Regions from separate parts of the Mus musculus genome. Here all the other regions are linked to region 3. A link is a contact called in public Hi-C data. All regions are on one chromosome and are shown on one strand. The core of a region is the stretch at or near the end of the contact, and the rest is flanking DNA. Distances in the headings are between cores, read along the strand shown. Region 1 overlaps Cacna1d (calcium channel, voltage-dependent, L type, alpha 1D subunit). Region 2 overlaps Cacna1d (calcium channel, voltage-dependent, L type, alpha 1D subunit). Region 3 has its middle 52 kb from the start of 4831407H17Rik.

The links. Hi-C and Micro-C count contacts between places; a contact is called where the count stands out from the background.
Region 1: a Hi-C map of bone marrow-derived macrophages shows a contact between it and region 3, with 19 read pairs. The contact joins two enhancer-like sites. A contact is called at or near these places in 1 of 484 Hi-C or Micro-C datasets (bone marrow-derived macrophages), 2 of 115 datasets of contacts at active chromatin or transcription factors (bone marrow-derived macrophages and large pre-B cells) and 1 of 9 other capture datasets (embryonic stem cells).
Region 2: a contact with region 3 is called in a Hi-C map of bone marrow-derived macrophages, with 19 read pairs. The contact joins two enhancer-like sites. A contact is called at or near these places in 1 of 15 datasets of contacts at CTCF or cohesin (pro-B cells), 3 of 484 Hi-C or Micro-C datasets (bone marrow-derived macrophages and embryonic fibroblasts), 3 of 115 datasets of contacts at active chromatin or transcription factors (bone marrow-derived macrophages, double positive thymocytes and large pre-B cells) and 1 of 9 other capture datasets (embryonic stem cells).

The regions. Positions count from the first base shown.
Region 1 is chr14:30,106,774-30,110,622 of GRCm38.p6, forward strand. Cacna1d (calcium channel, voltage-dependent, L type, alpha 1D subunit) reads right to left here. Exons shown (of 47, transcript NM_001083616.2): 21 at 1,013-1,072. Among named protein-coding and RNA genes, the nearest start is that of Gm52106, 36 kb to the left of the region's middle. Within about 2 kb of position 2,493, at least 6 of the 459 cell types and tissues checked have an H3K27ac peak or open chromatin away from gene starts, as enhancers often do. A contact at or near this core is called in bone marrow-derived macrophages, where this site is marked.
Region 2 is chr14:30,135,647-30,139,525 of GRCm38.p6, forward strand. All of the region lies in intron 9 of Cacna1d (calcium channel, voltage-dependent, L type, alpha 1D subunit), which reads right to left. Among named protein-coding and RNA genes, the nearest start is that of Gm52106, 65 kb to the left of the region's middle. Within about 2 kb of position 1,540, at least 44 of the 459 cell types and tissues checked have an H3K27ac peak or open chromatin away from gene starts, as enhancers often do. A contact at or near this core is called in bone marrow-derived macrophages, where this site is marked.
Region 3 is chr14:30,404,281-30,408,314 of GRCm38.p6, forward strand. It overlaps a transcript of Cacna1d not described here. Among named protein-coding and RNA genes, the nearest start is that of 4831407H17Rik, 52 kb to the right of the region's middle. Within about 2 kb of position 1,396, at least 70 of the 459 cell types and tissues checked have an H3K27ac peak or open chromatin away from gene starts, as enhancers often do. A contact at or near this core is called in bone marrow-derived macrophages, where this site is marked.

The sequences.
Region 1 (3,849 bases), core at 1,243-3,742, 300 kb before region 3:
ATTGGCAACATCAGTGCCACAACAGGGCAACTCCCTGTGTTCCTTAATTGGGGTTTTGTCAGTGGAAGCTTTTGTGAGGAGCCCAGTCCCTAGTTGCCCAACATAAAGAACTTGTTTTAGATGCACACACATAAACCTCAAAATACTTCAAAGGCAACTGTAGTAACTTCATTTCCCAGCTTCTCCTCATAAGGAGTTGGCTGTAACAACAGCATCTGAAGGCTTAGCTTCTGGAGGCTCCTAGACCTCTGCTGTGTCTCAGGAAGGAACTCCCCCATGGGGTACTCACAGTCGGGACACAACACACGCAGTGACACCACCTGGTAGGCCATGCACGGGCAGTTCATTCAGATACACCTTTGCTCTGTGCAAATGTAAGCCCGTCCCATTGAAAGAGACACAGAACATCTCCACACAAGTAGACCCAGCATAGCTTGCAAGACCCATTGCAAGAGAGTAGTGAGTTACTATTCAAGGACACAGAAGCCACCATGTAGTCCCAGGAGCAAGGGGACAGTGTCTCCTGCCACCTCACAGGTGCTTTTCTTCTCACTCTGATGTCAGGAAGGGGAGAAGGACGTTCACACAGAGTGCTATATCCATTATTAGTGAACCAAATTCAGAGGATTTTTTTTTTTAAAGAACAAAATGCAATTCCAACTAGAATGTGAAGCCAACATAGCTTCTACATGCACTCAAAGTTAAAGAAAAACTGCAAAAACACGTTGGAATGGCCACAGGTGAAAAAAAAATCCTATAGTTTAAAAAAGTTCAGCTTGATCACAGAAGAAAAAAAAAAAGCTCAAAGCACTTCACGCATCTCTCCTGTGCTTGAAGCACAGGAGGGGCCGAGGTCAGAGGAGCTGGCCGGCCTGTTACCTTTAAAATGATCTCAAAAGCAAAAGTACCCGTGAAGACGTAGTCCGCATAACCTAGTATCTGGAAGGGAGGCAAAGAACGCAACCATTACTGCTGTGGCTGCATAGAGGAGGGTCAAGGAGAAATGTATTACCTTTAACAGGATTTCAACCGTAAAGATGGCTGTGAAGGCATAGTCAAAGTAGCCCAGTATCTGCAAGGCACAACACACAGCAGTCAGCCCAAGGATGCCAGATTCATGCCCAAGAGCAGAACCGCCAGCTTCTGTCCAGAGGCCCTTCTCCAGGCAGGACAACCTGCTGCTCCCATGGGAAGGCTGAGACACTCAGAAGGACCCCTCTCGCCCACCCATAGCTCGTCTTTGCAACCACCAAGGAATGTTGGGGAGCCTGGCTTCCTTTACCCACTTCGGCTGACTGGCTTCCCAGGCTCCTATTGTGACCCAAAGGGACTTGTTTCTGAAAGTCTTGTGTTAATAAACTTCCCTCTGCATGGGCTCCCAGTGGGTTGTAGCACCTGATAAATGAGACTCACACACCTTTGGCAGTTTTGAACTTGAATGAAATGCTCTGCTATCTAGCTGTGCCTCATATTGGTGAAGAAATACAATGTCAGTGAAGGAGTCAAGGGTGCCAACCAAGCACAAGGCCCCGGGGATCTATTCCCAGCACCATATGGCTACTGTTTTTAATTATAAAAAGCATAAGTAAAAATGCTAATTGCATCAAATGAAGTCAGAAAATTTCACGTGTTCCTGTCCACCCCGGACAATGTAATCATCAAGTAATGTCCTGAACCCACCCACATATGCTGGGATGGCTCAGTCTGTGACCATGATTTGTACTTAGTGTCTTCCTCCTGCCACGCTCTGTAAACTCTGCTTTCTTTCAAGGCTGACTCTGGCCTTTCTGGGTCCATGCAAAGACTATACTGACGTAGCATTCCAATTTTTAGTATAGGCTGCTCTATTGGCATTCCTGAAAATGTCACCTATTATCTATAAAATCTTCTGAGCTCCTGACGCAAGGTTCTTGATTTTTTTTAGAGCCACTAAGACTCAGAATCAGGGCAAGTGGGCCAGGAACAAGAAGTCCAACCACCGCAACAAGCTTACTCATAGTGTGCTGAGGACCCCATGACTCTCAACTGGAAAGATATCAGGCAAAACTGCCAGTACACAAGCTTGTCCTGGGTGCTGATCTCATGGATATGTGTGCTGTGGCTTTATTGCATCTGTCTGTCTATCTATCTACCTATTGTCTGTGACACATGCATATGCCACAGTATATGTATAAAGGTCAGAGGACAACTTTTAGCTATCAGTTCTTTTCTTCTACCATCTGAGTCCCGGGAAGTGATCTCAGGTGGCCAGGCATGGTGACAAGTGCCCTTTGCTACTGACCTGTCTTAGCAGCCCATCTATGGTTTTGAAAGAACTGAAGATATTGGTGTTGGAAGGACTGTAGAGACCATTTGGCCTAGGGCAGGGACATCTGCTCAGGCCACAAAGCCAGTCACAGGCAAAGAGGTTGGTGGGTGTAGTCCAGAGTCTGAGGGCTTTGTTATCTCCTTTATAGGAGTCACCGCTGGAGCATGCAATACCTCTCCTCCACAGAAGGGGGAGCTGTGCGTCTCTTCCATGGAAGTAGGGGAGCTCTCCTCAGAGGTAACCCTGTCCCAAACTTCCCATTTCTGCACTACTAGGCAATGCTAGAGCAGCTTTGCCTAACTGTGTATTTTCTAGTCAACTATCAGCCCCCTGCCCCCACCTTTCCCTCATCCTCTCTTCCCACACTGAAAGTACCTGGCAGCCACACTAATGTGGTACCCAGGGGCCAATCCCAGTTCTTAGACTTAAGTACTTTCTTCATGTGGCCTCTACTCCCCTTGTCACTAGAAACTCAGCTATTGCTAAAATGAAACTCTGTAGTGTTATAACAGCAGCACACACCCGAAAGACAAGGAAAACCAAGGAACTGAATACTGGGAAAGAGACGATGACACACTTAACCTGCACTAGCCCCTGCCCTGTGACATCATGATTAGTCTCTAAACACCCTCCTGCCCTGTGCTCCATTTTTATGATGGAGCTCAAGGACAGAGGGGTGTGTGTCCACTCCGTTTAAATGCTAAATGAAGATGGCTTGGGGGATCTCAAATCAAAGCTGAGTCTGTGAGGATGGCCTGAGGCAGGCTCACTGCCTTCATCTTTATAGGGATGCTCCCTGAGCCACTGGGAAATGTCCCTTCCGTATTCTCCTGAGAGCATCCTTTCATCACCAATAGGTTTGCCAGGAACTGGAATGGGGAGCTATAACGTGAAGGCGTGGTTACTGAGACAAAGCCTGGCACTGAGCTGCTGGCATAAGAGGTAGGCTGTGCTTATGCTGCCTCTCCCGGGCAGTACCTCGGCAGCATCAGACACTGCCTTTCAAGATCCAGATGCGATGGCCAACGGGCCCATGGCTGTCTGAACGAGTCTTTGGCCTTTGCTCAGTGCTGAGTTAGATGAACTGCTAGGGAAGAGATCCTGAAGCAAAGACTAATGTAGAAACAAGTATCTTCTAACACAGATACATCAGTGCCAAGCCCTATCCCTGTTTTGCTGTGGATGTCTGTATCTGAGTCAGCTGCTGGGTGGAGACTTTCAGGGGACAACGTGTTCCTATCTGCAAGTATAACATAGTATCATTAATAGTCTCAGATATTGGTGATCTTTTGCAACATATTCATACTCAAAATAGCTCCATTGGGAGACAAAATCAAATCCAACAATAGCAACAAATACACTGACTTCTCCAGCATTAGCTTCCTTTGAATTTTACATTTTTGGGGGAGAAGGGGAATTGGTTTTTAAAGGCTCTGGGCAGCCTGATAGGGAAAATTGAATGAGAAGTGTATCCTTAAGCTATGACGCTGGGTGAATAATCAAAGATGTAACTACCGCCTGTTGCCCCTTTCAACTTGGTC
Region 2 (3,879 bases), core at 290-2,789, 270 kb before region 3:
ACTCTCTTTGTTAGAGAAAGAGAAAGGTGGTACTGTGGGAAAGGTGGCACAGCAACCGAGGTTCCTGCCCCACCATCGCCAGCAGAGTCGGTCTGTGTTCCCAGCAATAGAACGGCCATTCCTCACTCCAGGAAGCCAGCTTCCTCAAAGAGATAAGATGGCTTCCTCTCTCTCACATCGTCAAACCACCCCAGAGGCCACGCTGCTACTGAGGTGAGTGGCCCCCAGGAGGGGTTACCTCTCTTGACAGAGGCCCCAAGGCACTCATCAGCATGTTGTAAATACTAAACCCAAGCAGGTCGGCTTCATCCTTGGCCTATATTGGTGTGCAAGCTTTACAGAGTTCTTCCTTCTCGAGCTTTTAGGGCCCTGTGAGCCAAATGCTTTCCATCTGACTATCCCCTGATGCCTTTCCTCTTCAGGCCTTCTGAGGAGGCTAGGATTCTAACACAGACAACCCCACTTAACCTCTGAGCTCAGCATTCTCACACTGCAACAAAACCATGCCGTGTATCTCTCTTCTGGGTGAGCGGCTGGCGCGCAGCTGGCTATCTGCCTCTGCAGTCCATGTCTTCTCAAAGATTTTTTCCTCTTTCTGACTGGGGTCCATCTTGGTGTCAGCACTAAGCTGTCCATGCCAAGGTATCCAAGCAAAGCGTGCACTGCCTCCCAGCTACAGCAGTGACCCACAGACAGCTGGGCAAGCTGTTCTTGGTATACACATCTCTATGTTAATGATCCTGGATGCTTTGTCAAGTGGTTGGGGACGGGGTAAGGGTGCGGTCAACAGTATTTAGGACAAAACTTTATATTTAACTTTATACTTCCCAAATAAGGCTATTCTCATTGAAGAGAACTGAGTGCCCCCAGATGGCTTTTGTTCTGTTTTTGGTTGGTTTTTTTTTTTGGGGGGGGGCTACCTCCCTTACTCTTGAAGCTGAGATTACTAGCTTTAGCATGGCCTTGGGTAAATGAGCCAGCGACGCCCAAGAAGCAATTTGAAACATGTAGCCTGGAAAAAAAAATCAGCCAAATAACATTATTGGAATTTCTAAACAGTTTAAACTTAAAAGCATCATTCAAGGAAAAGCATTTCCAAGCGTGTCTTCCAGGCTAAGAATATTCACACTGAATCAAACGAGCTCCCTCAGTTGGCTCAGAGGCTTCTTCATAGGCACAGTGCAAACGGAAAGGTGCCATCTCAGTGATGCCACACGTTTGAGGGAAAAGGCCAAAAGACCAAGCATGACCAAGCATCAGAGAAACCAAGCGATTAAAACATAGGCACTTTCCACACAGCGCATGCAGCTCACGCAATGCCTATGCACAGGGAGAGGAAACCAGAAACGTCAGGCAAGGAGCCTCCACAGAGCAAGAACACCTCAGCAAGTTACCGTGATCTTTAGCCCTGCGTTGTCGAAAGCAGCAAAACTTCCTTTTCTTCTTATCCTCTCTTAGCAGATCAGCCACCGTGACCCCTTCAGGTTGAACACAGGCAATTCCATTACCAGACAGTAGAGGGCAGCAAGAGCAATACAAACAGGGCAGCCTAGCAGGCAGGCAGGCAGGCAAGCAGGCGGGCAGAAAGGGCAGCAACAGCTGGTCCAGTGTGGAACAGCGGAGGCCTGAGGCATGTCGGCATGTCTCCAATCCACTTTTGCCACCCACTCCTCCTAGCTAGGAATCTATAGCTCAGGATCTGAAGGGTTGAGGGCATTTGTCAACCTGTCCCAGAGAACCTATTCTGAATGCGCAATCTACTATCTAGTTTGTGACACAGGTCTCCTATGTTTGTCCTTGCATCTAAGAAAGTGCTTAAGGAAAGTGCCCTTCAGGGAGTCAGAGGCTCTGGGTATGAATTGGGAGTGTGATGCCAATCAGGACTGGTCTCTGGGGCAGGGCAGGTGGCAGTGAAGAAGGTGGGCTCTGGACTCTGACAACTGTACCTCCCACTGCTGTATGAACATGGATTGGTTACCTAGTGTTGCTTACTCGTGAGATATTAGCAAGGACTGGGCCATTGCTAATGAGTTGCTGGAGAAGAAGTAAATGAGAACCAAGGTAAGAGAAGCGATGTGCTTCACTCCAGCGACACATGACCACCCATAACTGTTAGCATCCTTGTTACTAAAGCCCCTAATGGTCATCGGGTCACAAGGGAGACAGTCACAGACTCTCTGACATCTAGCAGTGCTGCATTTCTGAACTCGTGCCAAGCCATCCAGCTAACCTCTAAAGTAGAGTCTACATGTGCATGCTCAGAAATGGGAGTGCACAGGCAGTATAGGGGGCCATATTGGGGCCTGCAAAAGCATAGGAACACGGGCCTACACCTTAGTGGGACTACTGCATTTCTACAAAGGGCATGCTCTCTCCACACTGCAAGTTCCCCCTCCCCAACCTAACCCTGAAGAACATGGCACAAATGTTCCAATACCCATGAGTTGGAACATAGCCCATGAACAAAGCTGTGTGAGATCTCTGAGACCTTGTGAGAAAACTCTAAGTAACTAAGACAAGAGGTCTTATAACCTCGGTGCAACAGGATGTGGGTTGTTTTTGGAATGCGCTTATGTCCCCTTCCTGGGTGTAGTAGTGAATAGGAGTGAGCTCACTTCAGACTATTCATTACAACTGGCTATTGTTACTTGTTTACTCCTCCAAGGAAAAGCATGGTTTTGCCATGTGTGTCTTGTCCTCCTGACTGTACACTTTTCTCAGGTGACTCTTGTTAACCCCCAGAGTATAAACTGTCTGATGCTCTGAATAAAGCTGGCTATTGCATGGGACTTTACTCCACCTTGTTTTTTTAGGCCCCACTCTCCCAGGTTCACGCTGCTACCCTGAGCGCCAACAGTGGTGGGTTCCAACTCCAGTGCAGCGCTTCACGACTGCGCAGCCTCGGGAGGCTATGTAAGGCTGGCACACTCTGATTTCCTCATCCATCAAGTTCCTGTCTCATAGAGCAGTGTGAAGAATAAGAACTCATGTGCCCATAGCCCCAGGAACAGCATCTGATACACACGAAATGCCAGATAAATGCTAATTGCCGCCCCATGACCTTTGAGTAAATAAATACCAGACTGCTTAAGCTTGTGATGAAAGCCACACGGCATGTGCTGATTTAATCGTCCCAGGGGAGAGCAGGCCAGGGCAGATGACAGTGGGCACTGCATCCAACCTCTGACCCCAGGGCTGGCCCTCCCATCAGTCTCCCCAGTCATAGCACTGCCAGCTGCTCCTCCAGAGAGGGTAGGTGACCTGGACTCATATTTATCGTGAGCCACCTACCTACTGCTGCTGTTTCTTCTATGGTTTTTGGTAGAATATTTTCATTTCTAAACTTCTTTGGGATACTTTGTGATTAAAAAGCTGTCTTATAAATTAAAAGAAAAAAAAGAAATGTGATTTTCTTTTTCTTTTCTTTTCTTTTTTTTTTTTTTTTGTTTGTTTTATTTGAGATAGAATTTTACACATCCTGGAGCCTGGTCTCCAAGGGTAACCTTGAACTTTGTATCACACTGTCTCTTCTTCTCCAGTGCTGAGATTATGGCATACCATGTCCAGTTTATAAGGAGCTGGGGACCAAACACAAGGCTTTGTGCATGTCAGGCAAGCACTTTACCAACTGAGCTGCATTCCTCAAATACAGTCTTTCAAAACAAGGTCAGCAAAGCACCATGGTGTTTATTTACAAACAGCTATGCCACCTGTGACTCTCTGCTGACCCCTGAAACAAACCAATGCAGGAAACCAAACAGACAAACAAAAATCAGGTAGCACTGGCCAGGCAGGCAGCCAGGGTGACCTTCTGCACTGAGGCCCATGGTAGAAGAAGCAATGAGAGGTGGGTGGGCAGTGGCCACCACTCTGGGACCA
Region 3 (4,034 bases), core at 146-2,645:
AGTACCAGAAAAGGTTGTCTTTTTTAGAAGGACATACAAAGATTATTTTGGAAAGCTTGGAAAAAAAAGAAGGCTTGCAGCTTTACCAGACAGTCAGGAAGGGTAATTGGTTTCTCTGAAAAGCAGTGACTGCTCAAGTTCTACCCATAGAAGTAGGTACCTAGGGGAGAGACAGATCATTTATAAACCACAAAACAGTACTTTCTGATAGATATAGCACTTCACTTGAAGTGGACTTTAAGAATTGTTTCAAATGGCTTAAGTTAATCCCTAACATAGCTGAGCTTTTAGAAGGCTTCCTTATGATAAAACCACGTGTTCATGTTTTTTTTTTATCAATGCATTGTAAACATTTTATTGTCGTTAAACACTCCTAGATCATGGTCACACAATCTGTTGAAATGTTTCCAACCATTGAAACTTGTTTCACACACTTCATTCTCTTGTATTTCTCCAAATAAGTACATGATATCAAACGAATATTTTTTTTAAAAACTATTTAAATACTGCTTGTGAAGAAAAAGACCTTTCTCATGAATAATTTTTTAGTCAGATATACTTTACCTCACTAAATGGATACAGTTGATGGGAACAAGAGTCCATACTCTGGCTTAAAGCTTGGATTTGCTAGTCTAAAACTGGTTTAGAAACTTCAACTGTCCATACGCAGAGTGAGGTTATCATTACATTTCTCAGAGGTAATTTTGTAGGTGGGCTTATCTCCATAGCAAAGCTATAGTGGCTAAAGTTTTGTCTTTCACATAAGTCCTATATTTAATAATAATATTTTGTTGTTATCTAAGTTTGTTTTCATTTTGGACAATAAAGTATATGTTCATATTGATATTTTTTATTAAAATTAAATTTATTATTTGGGAAAAGCACTGTCTTGTCTTTCACTTTTCAAAAGTATCTCCAAAATAGATTTTAATATCTGCATGATATTCTAATAGATGCAGATTTTCTTTTGATAAGATTTCTTTATGTTATTTTAAATTTTTAACTTTTACTTTTATTTGTACAAGTCTGTGCATGAGCACAAATATATATGCATGTAACAGTGCCAGAGAAAGCCAAAAGGGTTCATCAAATCCTCTGGAACTGGTTGTGACCCTCCCAAGATGGGAGCTGGGAATCGAATTCACACACTCTGAAAGACCAGCAAGCGTGCTAATCACTAAGCCATCTACCTCTCCACTCCTGGTTTCTCTCATTTTAACAATGATTGCATCTTTATTTTTGCCAAGTTTTTGGTTAGCCTTTAAAGACAAAGTCATAAATGGCAACTACAGAGCCAAAAAAGGTCTGAGTGCAGTGAAGCATTGGCCTCAGGGGGCCCTTCTCAGCTCCTCCTCTGGTTCTGTTAACACTCAGTGCTCTGGGATCCTTTTCCTAAGGCCCACTTCCTCTGATAAGGTTTTCCATTTGGTCACCAATGGTTTTAGATCAGCTGCTAAGGGAGATGTGAAACATCTGGGTGAAAATGGCTTTTGAGGGAAATTTTCAATATCCAGATGGTTCTTTCCCTCTCAAAAGTTCCTCCAAAACAAGGAAGAGAAGAAACAGAAACTTCACATAAAGTCAGTAAGTAGACGGAGAAAAGATAAATGACTTATCAGAAGAGTGAAAGGTCAAACCTAAGACACACAAGGGAAGACGCCTGTGGAATGAAAGCGAAACTGTCCCCAAGAACGCCAGAAGAATCAGGAAATGTAAGTATGAGAGAGAAGAGAGGAATAGACCAGCGACAGCAGCTGAACCCCGAGATGCTTGCCAGATCAAACTGGTTCCCCTTCCCAGCAGAACAGATGGACCATTTCTGCTGAAACAGAACCAGAATTGTTCGAATCTAGATGAGAGTGGCTTAAGGCATAGAGAATAGTGTAAAAAGCAGAGCTAAGCGGAGATAAATGAAAATCTGCACATTGACTAAAATAACCTTAGCCCCTTCCACCACAGTGTGATGGGAGCCAGGCTCCTGAAACATTGGGCAGAGACTAGATAAGTCCTTCCTGAAGACGGTGAATGGTAGATGAGCAATACCCACAGATGCCAACACACGGGGATTGCTGACAGCAAACAAGTCTTGCAAACATACACACATGCACACACACACACACACACACACACACACACACACACACGTACGTGCGTGCTAATTCATTCAATTCATACTTTTGGAAGGATGCTGTTCTGGGTACATGGGACTGAAAAACAACCAAAACAGAAATCTCTCTCTTCACAGAGCTTCCATCCTAGTGAAAGAAAACAAACAATAAATACAACAAACAATAAATTATATAGTTTAGGGAGAAAGTAAAGCCAGAAAGTAGGGGAGGAGATGCCAGAAAGTGTTCACATATACATGTATGTATAAAACCATATGTGACATAAAAGTAGAAAGGCAAGTATTTGGGGGACCAGTGAGAGCAGGGAGAGGGCAAAGGAAGGTCATGAAGGTGACTAAGCAAAGTACAGTGGAGGCAGGCACATGTCGGTGGATGAACACGTCATAGGGAGACTCATTATTTGGTATGCATACCAAAAAATAGTCTTAACAGGCAGTGGTGGTGCACACCTTTAAACCCAGCACTTGGGAGGCAGAGGCAGGCAGATTTCTGAGTTCGAGGCCAGCCTGGTCTACAGAGTGAGTTCCAGGATAGCCAGGGCTACACAGAGAAACCTGTCTCAAAAAAACAAAACAAAAATAATAATAAATTGTCTGTCTTAAAGGATCTCAAAGAAATAATAAAAGATATTTTACTCTTTCAGTAGTAATTATATAAAGTTTTAAAGTAGCAATCCAAGAACAACACAAACTCTTCTGGATTAAAGATATGTGGAACTTGACACCGCTTTCTGGCCTGCTGGAATGTGAATGTTCTATACCACGTGATCCCATTGCTATGGGCCAAGATGTTCTACTCCACCTTCCCCACCATGACAGACTTAAACCTTCTGAGAGCATCCAGTGGAGAACTGTGAGAAACATCATTAAGTTACAATGGGAATAGTATTTCAGAAAACTGGCCGGGTAGCTTCCCACGAAAGAAGGAACCGATGTTGGTTTCCAGCCTAATAACGTCATAAAACAATAATTACAAAAGGAAGCTCTGTGTCTGGTGACCTCCAGCAGGCAGGAGAGAACAATGTGGCCACGTGCACTGGAGTCTTGACGGCGGGTCAGTGGGAGAGCTCCTCTGTCCTTCCTAGCTGAGTCCTCAGCGAGCCCTGAGCAGAGTAGCCAAGCCTGCTCCAACAGAGATCATGTGCAGCTCAGGAGGTGCTTCTTGCTGCACAGTGTGCCCACCAACCCATCTGACTCTACATTAAGGATGAGCCCAGATGAAGTGGTTCATCTGGAAGGCTGGAGGCTCCTCACCATCATTCCTGCAGTATTTAACAATGACCTCAGTGACTGTTGGATGGATCAGAGGTGATACAGCTATAGACCAGGGGCTATGACTATGGTGTAGCTTTAGTGGCTTGGAAGTCCCTTTACAATGTCAGATGTATTAAAAATGCCTCCATTGCACACTAAAAATACTATCTTAGTATACAAGATTGAAAGAATTTAGAAAAGTTTTACTTAAATTTTTTAGTTGGCATATAGTTGCTGGGTTTCACTATGACATTTTTCTTTGAATGTGTGTGTATGTATAATTATACACCAGATAAATAAAATTAAAAGTTATTTTTTAAATTGTAGTGTCTAAAAATAATAAAATTGCAGAATCTAAAATTTTATCTCTAATATAAAATTTTACAGAAAACTACTGAAGAGTTAATTTTCACCAAAATAGAAGTATTAACAAGAGAACAGAAGAATCAATATAAACTAACAGTGTTTCTCAGCCTGCAGTTCATGACCTCTTTGGGAGTCTCACTATCAAATAGCTGTAGAGTGGGTAATTACATCACAATTCATAGCACTAGCAAAAAGACAGTTATGACATAGCAACCAAACCGTGCTATGGCTGGGGGCAACCAGAACGTAAGGAACTATATTAAAGGGTTGCAGCAGGTTGGGAACT